Linked DNA regions of Capra hircus: region 1 is linked to region 2. Evidence: chromatin contacts called from public Hi-C data. All regions are on one chromosome and are shown on one strand. The core of a region is the stretch at or near the end of the contact, and the rest is flanking DNA. Distances in the headings are between cores, read along the strand shown.

The links. A called contact is a pair of places that touch in the nucleus more often than the background predicts.
Region 1: a contact with region 2 is called in a Hi-C map of blood, with 2.1 times the contacts expected there. The contact joins the enhancer-like site here to the promoter of TFAP4 in region 2. A contact is called at or near these places in 3 of 5 Hi-C or Micro-C datasets (all in blood).

Annotation. Positions count from the first base shown.
Region 1 is chr25:3,416,169-3,422,814 of ARS1.2, reverse strand. GLIS2 (zinc finger protein GLIS2) reads right to left here. Exons shown (of 7, transcript XM_018040494.1): 7 at 3,787-6,515. The coding sequence ends at 5,716. It overlaps PAM16 (mitochondrial import inner membrane translocase subunit TIM16), which reads left to right. Exons shown (of 5, transcript XM_018040495.1): 2 at 1,288-1,372; 3 at 2,158-2,294; 4 at 2,629-2,694; 5 at 3,014-3,168. The coding sequence ends at 3,100. Among named protein-coding and RNA genes, the nearest start is that of PAM16, 5.9 kb to the left of the region's middle. Within about 2 kb of position 3,239, at least 1 of the 5 cell types and tissues checked has an H3K27ac peak or open chromatin away from gene starts, as enhancers often do.
Region 2 is chr25:3,367,753-3,374,734 of ARS1.2, reverse strand. It overlaps TFAP4 (transcription factor AP-4), which reads left to right and starts at 3,415. Exons shown (of 7, transcript XM_018041003.1): 1 at 3,415-4,099. The coding sequence starts at 3,717.

The DNA.
Region 1 (6,646 bases), core at 1,990-4,489, 48 kb before region 2:
CATCTTCGGCCTCTGAGTTGGGTCCTGCCCTTCTGTTGTTCAGTCGCCCTCCCTGCCGACCCTACGTGAGGTGGGCAGCCTGGGGACACCACAGCTGAGAGCACGGGCTGTGGGTTTTCTGCCCATCTTTCTCCTGGGTGCCAGTGGTGTGTCCTCAGGTTGGTCACTAAACTTCTCTGTGTTTCCCTGTCTCGAGCTGTCAGGATCAGATGGCACAATAGATAGAATGTGTCCATCACAGGGCTCGACACCCTGGCTAAATTCTTGTTGGACACCAACACTTGGAGGCGCCACGTGATCCGTGGTGACCCGCAGTGAGCACTCGCCGGTATCCTTCATGCGCACCTGTGTACCATTTCACACGCATGCGCTGTCTGTTATCCCTAGTCATAGTAAGGTCTGTGTTTCGCGTCTCAGCCACACTACTCGTCTTGCCTCACAAGTCCCCCAGGCTCTTGGCTGCTCCCAGGCGTCCCCCACACTCTCCTAGTCTGGGCTTCCCCTGGTCCCTCTGCCTGAAAAAGCCCCCGTGTTACCATCATGATCCTGCTTGCCCGGGAGGAGTGCCCCACCCCCCAGAGTCCCCACATCCTTCCTGAGGGTTCCCCTCCCTCCATCGACCGTGCCCACCTCTGGTCCTGCTTGATGCCCCACTCGCCTCCGTGGGGCACTGGACCACGTGGTCTGAGTGGAAGCCTCCCACTCTGCATGGCAGTGGGGATTCCCTCAGGGCTGGGTCCTGTGTGTCTAACGCCCTGGCACTGACTCTCAGGCGGGGTTTGAGTGAAGCAGTGAGCCAGTGGAGGAACGGGGGCCGAGGGTGGAGGGCATTTTGCTCTCTTGTTGTGTCGAATGGAATGGACTTGAATAATGTGAGGAGAATCAGAATGGCCCCGCATCTCACCACCAACAGATGAAGGCTGGACCCGCCAAGCTCAGATGCAGAACTGGCGGTGAGTCCGGGACCGACCCCGAGTTCTGGCTCCCAGGCCACGTTGCCTTGGCTCCTGTCCGCTTTGTCCGAAGGCTGAGAGAGAGTCCCATCTCCCTCTGGAGGACTCTTTCGGGTACCTGCCCCCCAAAACTCAAGACTGCTCTCCTGTGAGCCTCCAATGCCTCCCAGAGCAGAAGCTTGTATCAGGTGCCGGGAGGAAGTGGCCTGTGGCTGCCGCGCTGGGGTCCCTTGCCTCAGCCTTCCAGCAGCCTTGCCACTCGGCCAGCACCTCCAGGGCTCATCTCCGGGGCCCTGAGAATGCAGCCACTAACAGGTGCCTTCTTTGCCCACAGGCCAAGTACCTGGCCCAGATCATTGTGATGGGTGCTCAGGTGGTGGGCAGGGCCTTTGCCCGGGCCCTGCGGCAGGAGTTTGCAGGTAAGCTTGGGTTCCTGTCTCCCTGGGCTGGGAAATCCTGCTTGGGTGAGATTTTCCCTGAAGTTGTGGGCCTCTCCCTCACGCTGGGCCACCTGTTAATGCAGGGACCCCTTGTGGGCTGGGTTCTGGCAGCTTGGGTGGCCTGGGACACTTCCTGTAGGGGGCAGTGCTTGATCTTGGGACATTCCCAGAGAAGGGAGACCTGATTGACGCCAGCATCCGGCCAGGAGTGGGCACACTGGCCTGCCTGCCTGCCTGTTTTTGCAAATAAAGTTTTATTGGAACAGCCAGCCAGAGTCCAGTAACTGCAACACAGACTAATTGACCTGCAGAATCTAAAATATATTCTCTGACCCTTTAAGGAAAAGTGTACTGGCTCCTAAATCAAGAGGTCACCCAAGGCGGCCTGCTTCAGTGGCCTCGGTGACCACAGGGCAGCCGGCTCTCATCAGGGCTGCCACACCTGCCCGCAGCCTCACTCTGCTACCCTAGCAGCCTAAGCTCCCCGACTTGTCGCATGCCCGGGGTGAGAGGGTGGGGAGGACGAGGGACAGGGTCATCTCCTGGTCTGGGCCGGAGACCTGATGCCAGGTTTGACCAGCCCCTGCCCCGTCCTCTGGTGGGGAAAACCTGTCCTCACTTGCCTACCCACCCCTGACCCCCCAAAATCCATCCCTGGAGGAGATGCCCCCTGGCCCTGCCCATCTCCTCCCGCACCCCCTGGTGGGGATGAGCTGCTCCCTGGGAAAGCCCAGGGTCGGGCGCTCAACCGCATATTCACACAGCCAGCCGAGCAGCGGCAGACGCCCGGGGACGTGCCGGACACCAGTCTGCAGCCGCCTCCAACCTCTCGGGCCTCAGCCTCCAGGAGGCACAGCAGATTCTCAATGTCTCCAAGCTGAGCCCCGAGGAGATCCAGAAGGTAAGGCATCCCCAGCCGGCTTGGAGATAAGCCGACCACACGTGGGGAGAAGGTGGCAGGCTGCCAGCTGATGAGGGGAGGGAAGGAGGCAGGAGTGGGGGCCCTGAGCGCGGCCGGCTGGGACTCGAGGAGGCCACCATCGTTTGTTGCTGTGCAGGCCGCAGAGGCGGAGGCACAGGCCTTGTCTCATGGGCGCCTGTCCGCTTCTCCACCCCTTAGCGGCTCCCAGCGTTGGAACGCACTGAGGGGCGAGCCCTTTCGCTTTCCTTCTTTGTCATCTCCTAGCTTCCCCCGCTTCTGTAACCAGGGACTCACCGTCTCCCCTCCTCTGCAGAACTACGAACACCTATTCAAGGTGAACGATAAATCCGTGGGTGGCTCCTTCTACCTGCAGTCAAAGGTGAGCACGAGGGGAGGGCGGGCTGGGGCGTCCCTCGCTTCTGGGCGGTTCAGAGCTTGGCAGGAGAAGGGTGCCCAGGGCTCAGGGGGCCCCCTGAACGGCCTGTCCCTCAGGGTTGCCAGTGGGGCTGTGTCGACCTGGGCCCTGTGTCACCCTGGATGGTGGCCCCCCAGCAGCCATGGCCTGGAAGAGCCAGGACTGCTAGCTGGCGGGGTGCTGGAACCAGCTCCCTGACCTGCCCACGGCCCTCCAGGAAGCCAGAGCAGGACCTGGGGAGGGAGAGGGTGCCCAGCCTAACTGTTTGTGACCCCCTCCCCAGGTGGTCCGAGCGAAGGAGCGTCTTGAGGAGGAACTCAGAATCCAGGCCCAGGAGGACAGGGAGAAACAGCAGCCACCTAAAACGTGACCGCTTGGTTCCTCCCGCCCACCCGTCCGCCTCTAATTTATAGCTCAGTAATAAATGTCTTTTCCGCATTTCTTGAGTATGCATGTCCAGATTCCAGAGGCAGGCCTCTCTTCCTGCCAGCTGTGGGGCTGTGCAGGGAAGAGAGGCGGTGGTGTTCGCCCGCCCATGGTCTGGCCTCTGACACTTGGCGGGGCCAGGGCAGGCAACCGGTGGTCGCGCCGTCACGCATCAGACGGATGGGCCACTCCCCGCCGCCCTCAGGTTGGCCCTACTTGCCCCGCTGTGGACAGGGCCCCAGCTCTGCCGCAGGCCTCCCTTTCCTGAGCTGGGTTGGGCGGTAGCCCCTCAGTAATCTGGGGAGTCAGCTCCAGGATACAGCTGAGGAAGAGGAGCCTTTGCCAGCCTGATGGCCCCGAGGAGGCCAGGGAGCCCGGCACCTCCCAGAGGCAAGATGCTCGTGGCGGGTGCGGCTGAACCCACGACGTGTTCCAGAACCTTCCATCTCAGCACCGCCTGTCCCATCCAGCTCCCAGCAGCAGACAGAGGGCTTGTGGCACCCACAGGGTTGGAAGGAAACCCCGGAACAGGGCCTTGGCCTGGGTGGGGGACCCCAGAGCCAGGCATGGGCAGCCGGAGGTGGTCTCCCGTGCGAGGCCCAGCTCCTGGCACATCTAAGACAAAGCATGTTTGTAACTCACTTTTATTTCATTTCTTTATAAACTTCCTCTCACATGGAGGAATATATTGTTATAGTCATTAGCTTATCTCTCTTTTCTTTTTTTAAACTCTATGCTAACAGCAATGGAGCCAAGAGGAGGAAAAACAAGCTACGATAGAAAGGCACTTAGAACCTGTTAGAATACTGATATCCTGGAATGTGCAACAGACCGACAACAACGACACGTACACCGGCCTCCTCGGGCCTGGTCTATCACCGAGTCACATGCTGAGCTAATGTCGCCTTCCTATGCCCTGTTCCTCTGCTCCTGGGGCTTGAGTCCAACCCCTCGCCCCAAAGGGGACTTAAGGCCTGGGGCCCTTCTTGGGGTGAGGGGCCTGGGTCCGGGGTGGGGCGCGAGGGAAGGAGACCAGCTCCCTCCTGCTCTGCTTGTGGCCCCTTCAAGGGGCAGAGCCAGCGCTGCGGGCCTGTCAGCGGGCTGGGTCAGGGTGACCCCTCTGGGATAGAAGGGCGGTCCAGGAAAGGGCGGGTGAGCAGAGAAGCAGCAGGGAGACCTCAGAGCTGCAGGGGCCCAAGGGTCCCCCTGCGGCCCCACAGCTCCCCCGTCCTGCAGCTGGGACGTGGAGAGTGCAGCCTAGGGCAGGGCCAAGGCCAGGACCCCCTAGACTGAAGCTGGGCCCCCGACGGGAGGAAGCACGAGGGCCCAGGGTGGGGCACAAGACAAGCTGCTGCCCCGTCAGGGCCTGGTGGGCAGAGCCTGGCCCCTGGGCTGGGGAGCAGCGTGGGCTACAGGGGCACGTGGAGGCCCCATGCCCTGGGCTCCCCTGGTCCCTGGAGGGCAGGGGCTTAGTTCAGAGAAGCCAAAGGAAGCAGGCCACAGGGCCAGCTCTCCCCTCTGGCTTCCCCTGCCCCCACAGCCTCCGTGGCTGCCTCACTGCCCCTCATCCCTTGTCAAGCCCAGGTCCTTCATCATCTGTCCGTAGCCACTAGGACGCTCCCATGCCCAGCACCGGCCTGGAGCCCCCTCCTCTGCACCGGCTCTGCCTTGACGCCCCCAGAACAGAAGCCGTGTCTTGGCCTGGGGTTGTCCCTAGCCAGCCTCCCCCATCCCCGGGTGCAGGGTCCCAGGCCAGGCCCAGCCCCGCCTGTTCCCTGAGCTGGGCACCTCTCCCGACTCAGGGCTCCCTGAAAGCAGAGGGATGCAGGGGCAGACGAGCGGCCAGCCAGCCCAGAGCAGGGACCCTCGCCTCGGGCAGCGTGTTGGCCACTGCAGACGGCACGCAGTGGGGGCAGCTGGTCAAGCGGGCCTCCCTCCCTCAGCCGGGAGGCACCTTGTCACGGGAGGAGGTGGCTTCTTGCTGTGGCTTAGCCGCGGCCTGCGTCTGTCTTGCTCTCCCTCTGGAGGGTGGACCAGAGGGAGAGGGGTCAGGAGCCTCCAGAGCAGGGGCCCAGTGAGTAAGCAGGATGGGGTGGGACCTTGATCCCAGGGGGCTCCTCCCAGCTCACCACTGAAGGGGGTGGGAGGGAGTCTGGTGCCAGCGGGGAGGGCCGAAGCCACCCCCAGCCCCACCCCCACTGCTGGGTCAAGGCTGGCAAGTGGGCAAGGGAGAGAGGGTGACCTGCCCAGCTGGCCACGGGATGAGGGAGACAACCAGAGTGGGTGGGGGGCGGGCAGGCGTGGGCCGGAAGTGAGCCAGGCCTCAGCTCTCAGGGGCACGGCTCTCCACTGGCTGGCAGACTTGTTTCCCCTCCTCAGGAGCCTGGGTGCCCACCATGCCCTTCTAGCACCATCCTTGCTGCCCAGGGTCGCCCCCAGGGCAGGAGGACATTATTGCTATTTCGCAGAAGAGTTTCTGTTCGTCGTCAGGGGCAGGCAGGCAGGCAGGGCTGGGAGCTGCCGACTGGGCTGCAGGTGGTCAGTGTCCACCGAGTGGGTTCAGTTCACCACGGCTGGTTTGAGCAGCACGGAGCCCGGTGGGATGACCACCCAGCCGGGGGCCAGCGCCTCTGGGCTGCTGGCGGCCGAGTTGACGCCCGTGGACAAGTCCAGCACAGTACCTGGCAGCAAAGGCAGGCCGTCGGGGCTCGGCCGGGAGCGGCTGCCCTCAGTCCTCTCGAGGGGGGTCTTGCGGCCCTCTGAGCTCAGGGCCCTGGCCGGCACAGCCCCACGCCCCTTCTCCCCCTCAGCCTTGCCGCCAGCGGAGCCAGCGAGGAGGGAGACCACGGGCAGGCCCAGTCCGCCGGCCCCAAAGGGCGAGGGCAGCAGCGGGTTCTTGGCCAGGTTGAGGGGCAGGACGGGGCCGGGCAGCCCAGGGCCCATGCCCCCCGCACCCCCAGCGCCCCCGCCATTGCCACAGGCCAGGGCGCTGAGGTCCAGGGGGCCGGGGGCCAGGGGCAGGGGCAGGCCGGGCAAGCCAGGGCCGCCGAAGAGGGCGGCGGGGTTGGGGATGATGATCTGCGCCCCGCTGACGTAGGGGCTGCCGTCGGGGGTGGGCAGTGGGGGCTTGGTGGGCGGGCGGAGCTGCAGGAGCTCGTGCTGCTCGTGGGACACAAAGTGGCCATGGGCCTTGATGTGCTTGCGCAGCGAGCTGGGGTCCGTGTAGCGCTTATGACAGCCGGGCATCTTGCAGTAGTAGGGCTTGTCCACATAGTGGGTGCGCGTGTGCTTGAAGCGGTCACTGGAGTTGGAGTAGCGCTTGTTGCAGCCCTCGTAGGGGCACACATACGGCTTCTCGCCTGCGGGGCGGGGCGGGGCCTGCATGAGGGTCTTCCGCAGGCCCAGGCCAGCCCCGCCCACCCACTCACCCAGACAGAGACCTCCCCGAGACCACAGGCTGTCTGATTCGGGGCAGCCGTGTCCCCAGCAC
Region 2 (6,982 bases), core at 2,166-4,665:
TCAAATCCAGACCACTGACCTTTTTTATTTTTTTTGTTAACTTTTTAAAAAACTGTGGTAAAATACATATAGCATAAAATTTACCATTTTAAAATTTTTGTGTGTTCACCTGAATGAACAACTTTGCTGTTTTAAACTGCACGATTCAGTCCCATTAATTACATTTATGATGTTGCGCAAACACCACCACTATTTCCAAAAGTTTCCATCACCCGAAACAGAAACTCCATACTCCTTATTAAGCAATAATTCCCCATCTCCCCTCCCCCTCCCCCGCCCTTGGTAACCTCTAATCTACTTTCTGTCGCAATGCGTTTGCCTATTGTAGATCATTCATAGAAGTGGAGTCATTTGATGTGTGACTTTTTGTATCTGACTTTCACTTAGCATTGTGTTTTCAAGGTTCAGCCAGGCTGTAGCAAATATCAGAACTTCATTCATTTTTAAGGCTGAATAATATGCAGTTGTTTGAATAGATCAGAGTTTGTTTATCCATTGATCCATTGATGGTTTTCACCTTTTGGCTGTTGTGAATAATGCTTCTGTGAATACTGGTATATGATCATGTGTGAGTCCCTGGTTTCATTTTTTGGGGGATGTGTACCTAGGAGTGAAATTGATGGAGCATACTGTAACCCCTGCCAGCTTTTGTATGAACTGAGATTGTACGGTGGACCGAAAAATGACCTCCCCAAGATGTTCATGTCCTAATCTGTAGAACCTGTGAATAAGTTACCTTCTATGGCAAAAGGGACTTTGAAGATATAAGTAAGTTAAGGATCTTAAAATGGGGAAATTATTCTTGACTATCTGCTTGGGCCCAAGGTCATTAATAAGGGAGTGGTGGGGGGGGGCAGTCAGAGTCGCATAAGGAGATGTGATGACTGAAGAAGTTGGAGTGATGCATTCTGAAAATAGAAGGGGCTGGGAGCCAGGAAGGGGCAGGCAACCACTAGGAGCTGGAAAAGGTAAGGAAGTGGATTCCCCTTCCTACCCTAGAGCCTTCAGAAGGAATGCAGTCCTGCTGACACCTTGGTTTTAGCCAAATACAACCCATTTGGATGTCTGACCTCCAGAAAGTATATATAAATACATATATTTTTAAATTGGCTGCACCATGCAGCTTGTGGGATCTCAGTTCCCCTGACCAGGAACCCGGGATTGAACTTGGGCCATGGCTGTGAAAGTGCAGATTCCTAACCACTGGACCAGCAGGTAATTCCCTTGTGCTGTTTTGAGTCACTAAGTTTGTGGTAATTTGTTATAGTAGCAATAGGAAGCTAATACAAATATTAAAAAAAAATTTTTTGTTGAAGTGTAGTTGATTTACAATGTTGTATTAATTTTTGCTGTACAGTGAAGTAATTGAGTTTTTAATATATATATTATATATATTTATATTCTTTCCCATTATGGTTTATCACAGGATATTGAATACTGTGCTATACACTAGAACCTTGTTGTTTATCCATCCTATATATAATAGTTTTCATCTGTTAATCCCAAACCCCCACTCCATTGCTCCTCCCTCTTTGGCAACCGTCAGTCTGTTCTCTCTGTCTGTTTCTGTTTCTTAGATATGGTCATTTGTGTCATATTTTAGATTCCACGTGCAAATAACTTTTACATTCCCTTTAAAGAAAGTTTGCTGATGCCTAATTTAGAGTCAGAAGGGGTGGGGGAAGGTCCAAGGATCAAAGTGATTTTGCGGAACAGCCTCTGAGAACTCTAGAGGGCACAGTGGCCCGAATATAGGAGTCCAGGAAGGAAGTAAGAAAGGGTCAGACGAAGGGGGTCTACAGAGCCTCCTGGGAATCAAAAATAGCCTGGAGGAACTTCTTTGGTGGTCCAGTGGTAAAGAATTTGCCTTTCAATGCAAGGGACACAGGTTTGACCCTTGGTCAGGCAACTAAGACGAGGTACCACAACTAGAGAAGTCCACTGGCTGCGACCAAGACCCAACACACCCAAAAAGAAAAAAACCAGCCCAGAGTCTGGGGACTTCTCATGCTACTGCCATGAAGCAGGTGACGGGAAAGAGCTGGGTGGGTGGTGGGAGCAGTGGTATTTCAGGTGTTGGGGCAGCTGAGCCAGGGGTCTGGGTTTGTGCCAGGGGGTGTGGTTTTGTGAATCGGAGACAAGACAGGGCCCTAGGAAAGAAGGTCCCTTTGGCAGAAATGGGGAGGCCAGCTGGAGTGACAGTGTGCCCAGGGAAGCAGGCTCCGGCTGGGTCAAGGGATTTTTGAAGAAGACAGAGCAAGGGGTGGACGCACTTCCCCCAGCTCTCCATTCATTCTCCAGGCACTGTGGACGCTGCTTAGTGTACACAGTTAAGTGGCCCTGTATCCTCTACTGCCCCCCCCATGTCATCCTTCCTGCTCCCGCAGTGAAGCCTCCCAGGGACCCCAGATATTACCCAACAGCTGTCTTGAAGGATTGCAAAGCATTCAGGTAAAACTGCCAGGCCTCTACAAGGGGCTCCAAATATCTAAAAACAATAACATTTCCTAATAATAACAGTAATCCTTGTTATTAAGAGGGTTTCAATCAGGAGGCGCGATCTGGGCGGGAACCTGGAAGGCGGATGGGATTGGGAAAGGCGGTGGGCAGGGGAAAGGACATTCCAAGGCAGGCGTGGTCTTCCTGAACCAGGGGCCAACCTCTAGGAGCCGGGGGAGGGGACGCGGGAAGGAGGGGACGGAAGCTCGCCGGCCAGGAGTCCTTTCCTCCTCCGTCCCAGGCCTTCACCCTTGGTAGAGAGCGCACCCTGCCGGGGGAGCAAGTCTCGCCCTAGCTTCGCCACGAATGGGCAGCTGCAGTCTTCCGCTTGCCCAGGCCAAGCTTCGGCGGGCCTCTCGCTGTCCAGCCTCCCAGCGGAGGGCTAAAGAGAAGGGGACAGGAGGCGACCCGCAGCAGCCACCGGACCTTCGGGCCGCGCCGGCAGCCGGCCTCCGGGGCTGCTGCTGTCCTGGCCCGCCTCCACCCTTCCCTCCCCGCCCGGGCCCCTGCTGCCTAAGGCAGCCCCAGGATCTGAGGCGCCCGGCGCGCCGCCCCCAGCTTTGCCCTCCCCTCCCCGGCTCCGGGATTCCCAGGTTCCGGAGCCCAGGCCGACCGGCCAGCGGCGGGCAGCTGGGCAGGGAGGGAGTGAGGGAGGGGGCCGCTTGGCCTCTGAAGTCGGCCCCAAGTTATATGTGGGAAGCGGTGGCTGTGACGCAAGTTTCCAGGGGGCCCTGGGCTTGGAGGGAGCGCGCCAGAGCGGCTCCTCTCCCAGCAGTTGCAACCGTAAAAAAAAAAAAAAAAAAAAAAAAAAAAGCCCCGAGCAGCACCCCAGGCCGCCTTCGCCTTCGCCGGGCCCAGCAGCGCGCTCCCGCCCCTCGAGGGTCTTCGAGGGCGCAGACCCTGTACCGGGCCGTCCCCGTCGGACCCCGGGCGCACAAGCTGGGCTCCCTCGCTGTGGCTGGCCGTTTCTTTTTTTTTTTGGCTACCCTTGCCAACCTGTCAGCTGATGGACCTCATCACCCATAGTGGCGCATGTAGCTCGGCCGCAGCTCGCTCCATTCAAGCCGCGCCCCCAAGGCCGCCCGCGGCCCCCGCACCCGGAGCTGGGGTGGGGGGTGGCCCGCAGACCGGGGCCACCACCCACCCCCGGGGTCCCGCGCCCCTCTCGCCCCGGCCTCGCGCCGCCCGGGGGGCGCTGCAAATAGTCCTTTGTTTACATGCAATTCCTTACTCCGCGGAAGGAGGCCGGGGGAGTGCTGAGTTTTCACCAGCTGTTTCCCGCCTTGAAACAGACATCTGATCAGCTGCAAACACACACACACACAGACACACACACACACACACACACACACACACACACACACACACACACGCCCGGGGAGGCAGGCCGGAGAGACCTCCCTCCCGCCCCTCCCGCCCGCCTCCCTCCCCTCGCCGCCGCCGCAGCCAGCATCTGGGACCGGCCGATTCTGCACCTCCGTCCGGCGCTGCCCTTTGATTCGGATTTCCATCTTGCATTCTCCGGCGGACCGCGGGACCTGGCTCGTGCAGAGGAGGGGGGCCGATCGCTATGGAGTATTTCATGGTGCCCACTCAGAAGGTGCCCTCTTTGCAACATTTCAGGAAAACAGAGAAAGAAGTGATAGGAGGGCTCTGTAGGTGTGTACTCCTCCTCCCCCTCACCCCCTTCCCACGATTGCAGCCCCCGGCCAGTCCGCCCAGGCGGGCGCGCGTGTGCGCACGCATGGCCCGCGCCGCGGACCCTCTCGCCTTTCTTATCCGCCGAGGCGGCTGCAGCCCCGCGCGCCAGGCTTGGGCCGTCTGGGGACCTTCCTCCCTCGGAACGTGGGGGCCCCGAGCGGCCCCGGTCACTTTTGTCCGCTGCAGGCGGGCGAGTCGCGACGTTTGTAAATTGCAAACAGACCCACGTGGTTCTGCAGCAGTCCCGGCCATGCTTGGTGCTGGTGGCTTCCCCCCCGCGCTTCCTCCTCCCCCTCCCGCGGCGGCTTCCTTCCTCTCCCTCCTTCATCGCTCTCTCTGGGCCCCCCCACTCCAAGAGGGACTGGGGGGCCCGTGTCGCGCGTGGGGCCGCGGGGCCAGGGGCTACAATGCAGCCACGCCGCGGCTCCGAGCGCGGGGAGGGGGGTGCGGGGAGCCGGGTGGTTGTGAGTGTTTGCTGGGACCGGGGCTGCAGCGGGGTCGGAGGGCGTGCTGGAGAGGGGGTGCAGGAGTGGGCGGGACCCGGGGGGCCAGCGCGGCCCGCCGGGAGCGCCGCGGACCCGGGCACGTTGGCGGCCGCCTGCTAGCTTGCCGCCCGCGCCAGGGCGCTGTTTACTAGAGAGGCCTGGACGTGACTCTGCAGCCCTCTTGGAGTAGGCGGACCTCCGCGCGCCGCCTCGCGGGAGCTGTAGTTCTCCGCGCCGCGTCGGTGCGGCATTGTGGGAGTTGTAGGCGCGCCCAGGCCATGCTTTACCCGCACAAAGCTCGGCCCCCGCGGGCGGGATGGGCGAGGCAGGCCGGGTAGGGGGGCTTTTGGGGGAGTGGGCACCATAGGCCGCCCCTAGCCTCGCCGGATCTCTGCCCGCCGCACGTGGGCCTCGGCTGCAAACTTTCGCGTCTCACGCCCCTCCCCCCAGTCATAAACCGAAAGCATCCAGTTGCCCAGCAGGCTGGGTGGGTGGGTGGTCCAAGATCCGTAGCCCTCCCCAGGAGCTGCTTCTTAAATTTGGCCCGGGTTGCTCCGGGATCTATCCTTTGCGGAAGAGAATGGGTCAGGGGAATCGCCCTGGACGCTTGTTAAAATGCACACGCCCGGAATTCTGATCGCTAGAAGGGCCTGTGTATCAGCATACTGAACACTCTGCGGGACTGCGATACCGCGTGGGTTGTTCTCTGGGGGTCCAAGTTTGGGACCTGTGGCTCCTTTCCTCCCGTGCCGCTTTCGGAGAGAAATGGCTCCCCAGGGCTGGGGCCACGTGCTCTGCCGCCCCGGGCAGTCAAGGCGGGGACTGAGGGAGGAGGAGTCGCAGGCGGTGTGGCCAAGGCTGGTGGACACCACGGGCTGCAGAAACCAGGCTAGGTGGAGGTTGCTGCACACGTATACATCGTTCCCGCCCCCTCTCCCCCCACAGGGCTCCTGCCTTAACTACTCTCAAGTTCAAGGTGGTGGGCAGTCAGCAGTCCTGAGTGTTGGCCCTTCCCCAAGGTCCGTCCACCTGGAGGGCTTAGCTGTAATAAGTGAAAACAAAAAGAAAACAATTCTGGAGCTTGTAATACGTTGTAGGGTCTCGTTTTGCAAGAGTTCTCTCATCAAATTGTTAACAGTCTTCTTCTGTTAATTAAGTGGCTTTATGGACCCAGGTTTGGGAAGGAACAGGTAGGGCAACTGGTGGGGCTGGGACTTGAACTCTGATCCCTGCTGTTACCCTGAACTGTTGGTTGCTCCGGGAAGGGAAGGGCTGGGCAGTGAGGAGGTGGGTTGAGCTGCCCCAGATGCTGGAGCGGACATCCTGGGCCTGACCTCAGGCAGGTGTGGCAACATAGGACCCTCTGGCCACAAAGCGTGAGCCTTGACTGAGTCCTCTCTGGGCCCCCTAGGACTACTGCTTGACCTGTTTCTGTTCCAAGCCCCCTCTTCGGAGGAATCCAGCAGTTCCTTAGGGACCAAGTGCCCCAGGCTTGGGCATGGGGACTGCCTGGCTTGTCCAGCTGTGAGGCAGTTGTCAGCCTATGTGCTGGGTGTGAAGTTGGGGCCTCTGGGTTTATTCATTTTCAGACGGAGCTGCCGGATGAGGTAGGATTGAATGTGGGTTGGGCAGGACCTTCTGGCCGGATATACTGGCTTCTCAGGCTGGTGGACTTTGCTCCATCCCTCGTTGACTAGCAGGGCTCCCTGCTTCTCTTCTGCTGGAGCGAACAGGCACTGGACCATGGGCGGGGGTGGGGGTGGGATGGAATGGGCGTACCTGACAGCGGCGCCCTCACACACTGTGTGGTTTTGGACCCGTTGCCTAACTGCTCTCAGCGTCTGTAAAATGAAGCACCTGTGAAGCTTGGCTATGCATGTGGAAAGTGCCTGGTAGCTGTTAAGTGGCGCTCGGATTCTTAGAATCAGGAACATGGTGGTCTTAAAGAGTTTAGCTGCCCGCTGCCAGGGAGAAAGAGGCCAGCTCCCCTCAGAGGGAGAGAACAATTAGGGGCTTTGGAGTGTGTGTTGGGTCCCTGGTCTGGTACACACTTACTTTGTGCTGGGGCTTCCCAGGTGGCGCTAGTGGTAAAGACTCCACCTGCTAGTGCAGGAGACATAAGAGACACAGGTTTGATTCCTGGGTGGGGAAGATCCCCTGGAGGAGGGCATGGCAACCCACTCTAGTATTCTTGCCTGGAGAATCCCATGAACAGAGGAGCCAGGTGGGCTACAGTCCATGGGGTCCCAAAGAGTCGGACATGGTTAAGTGACTAAGCATACACACACCATGTGCTG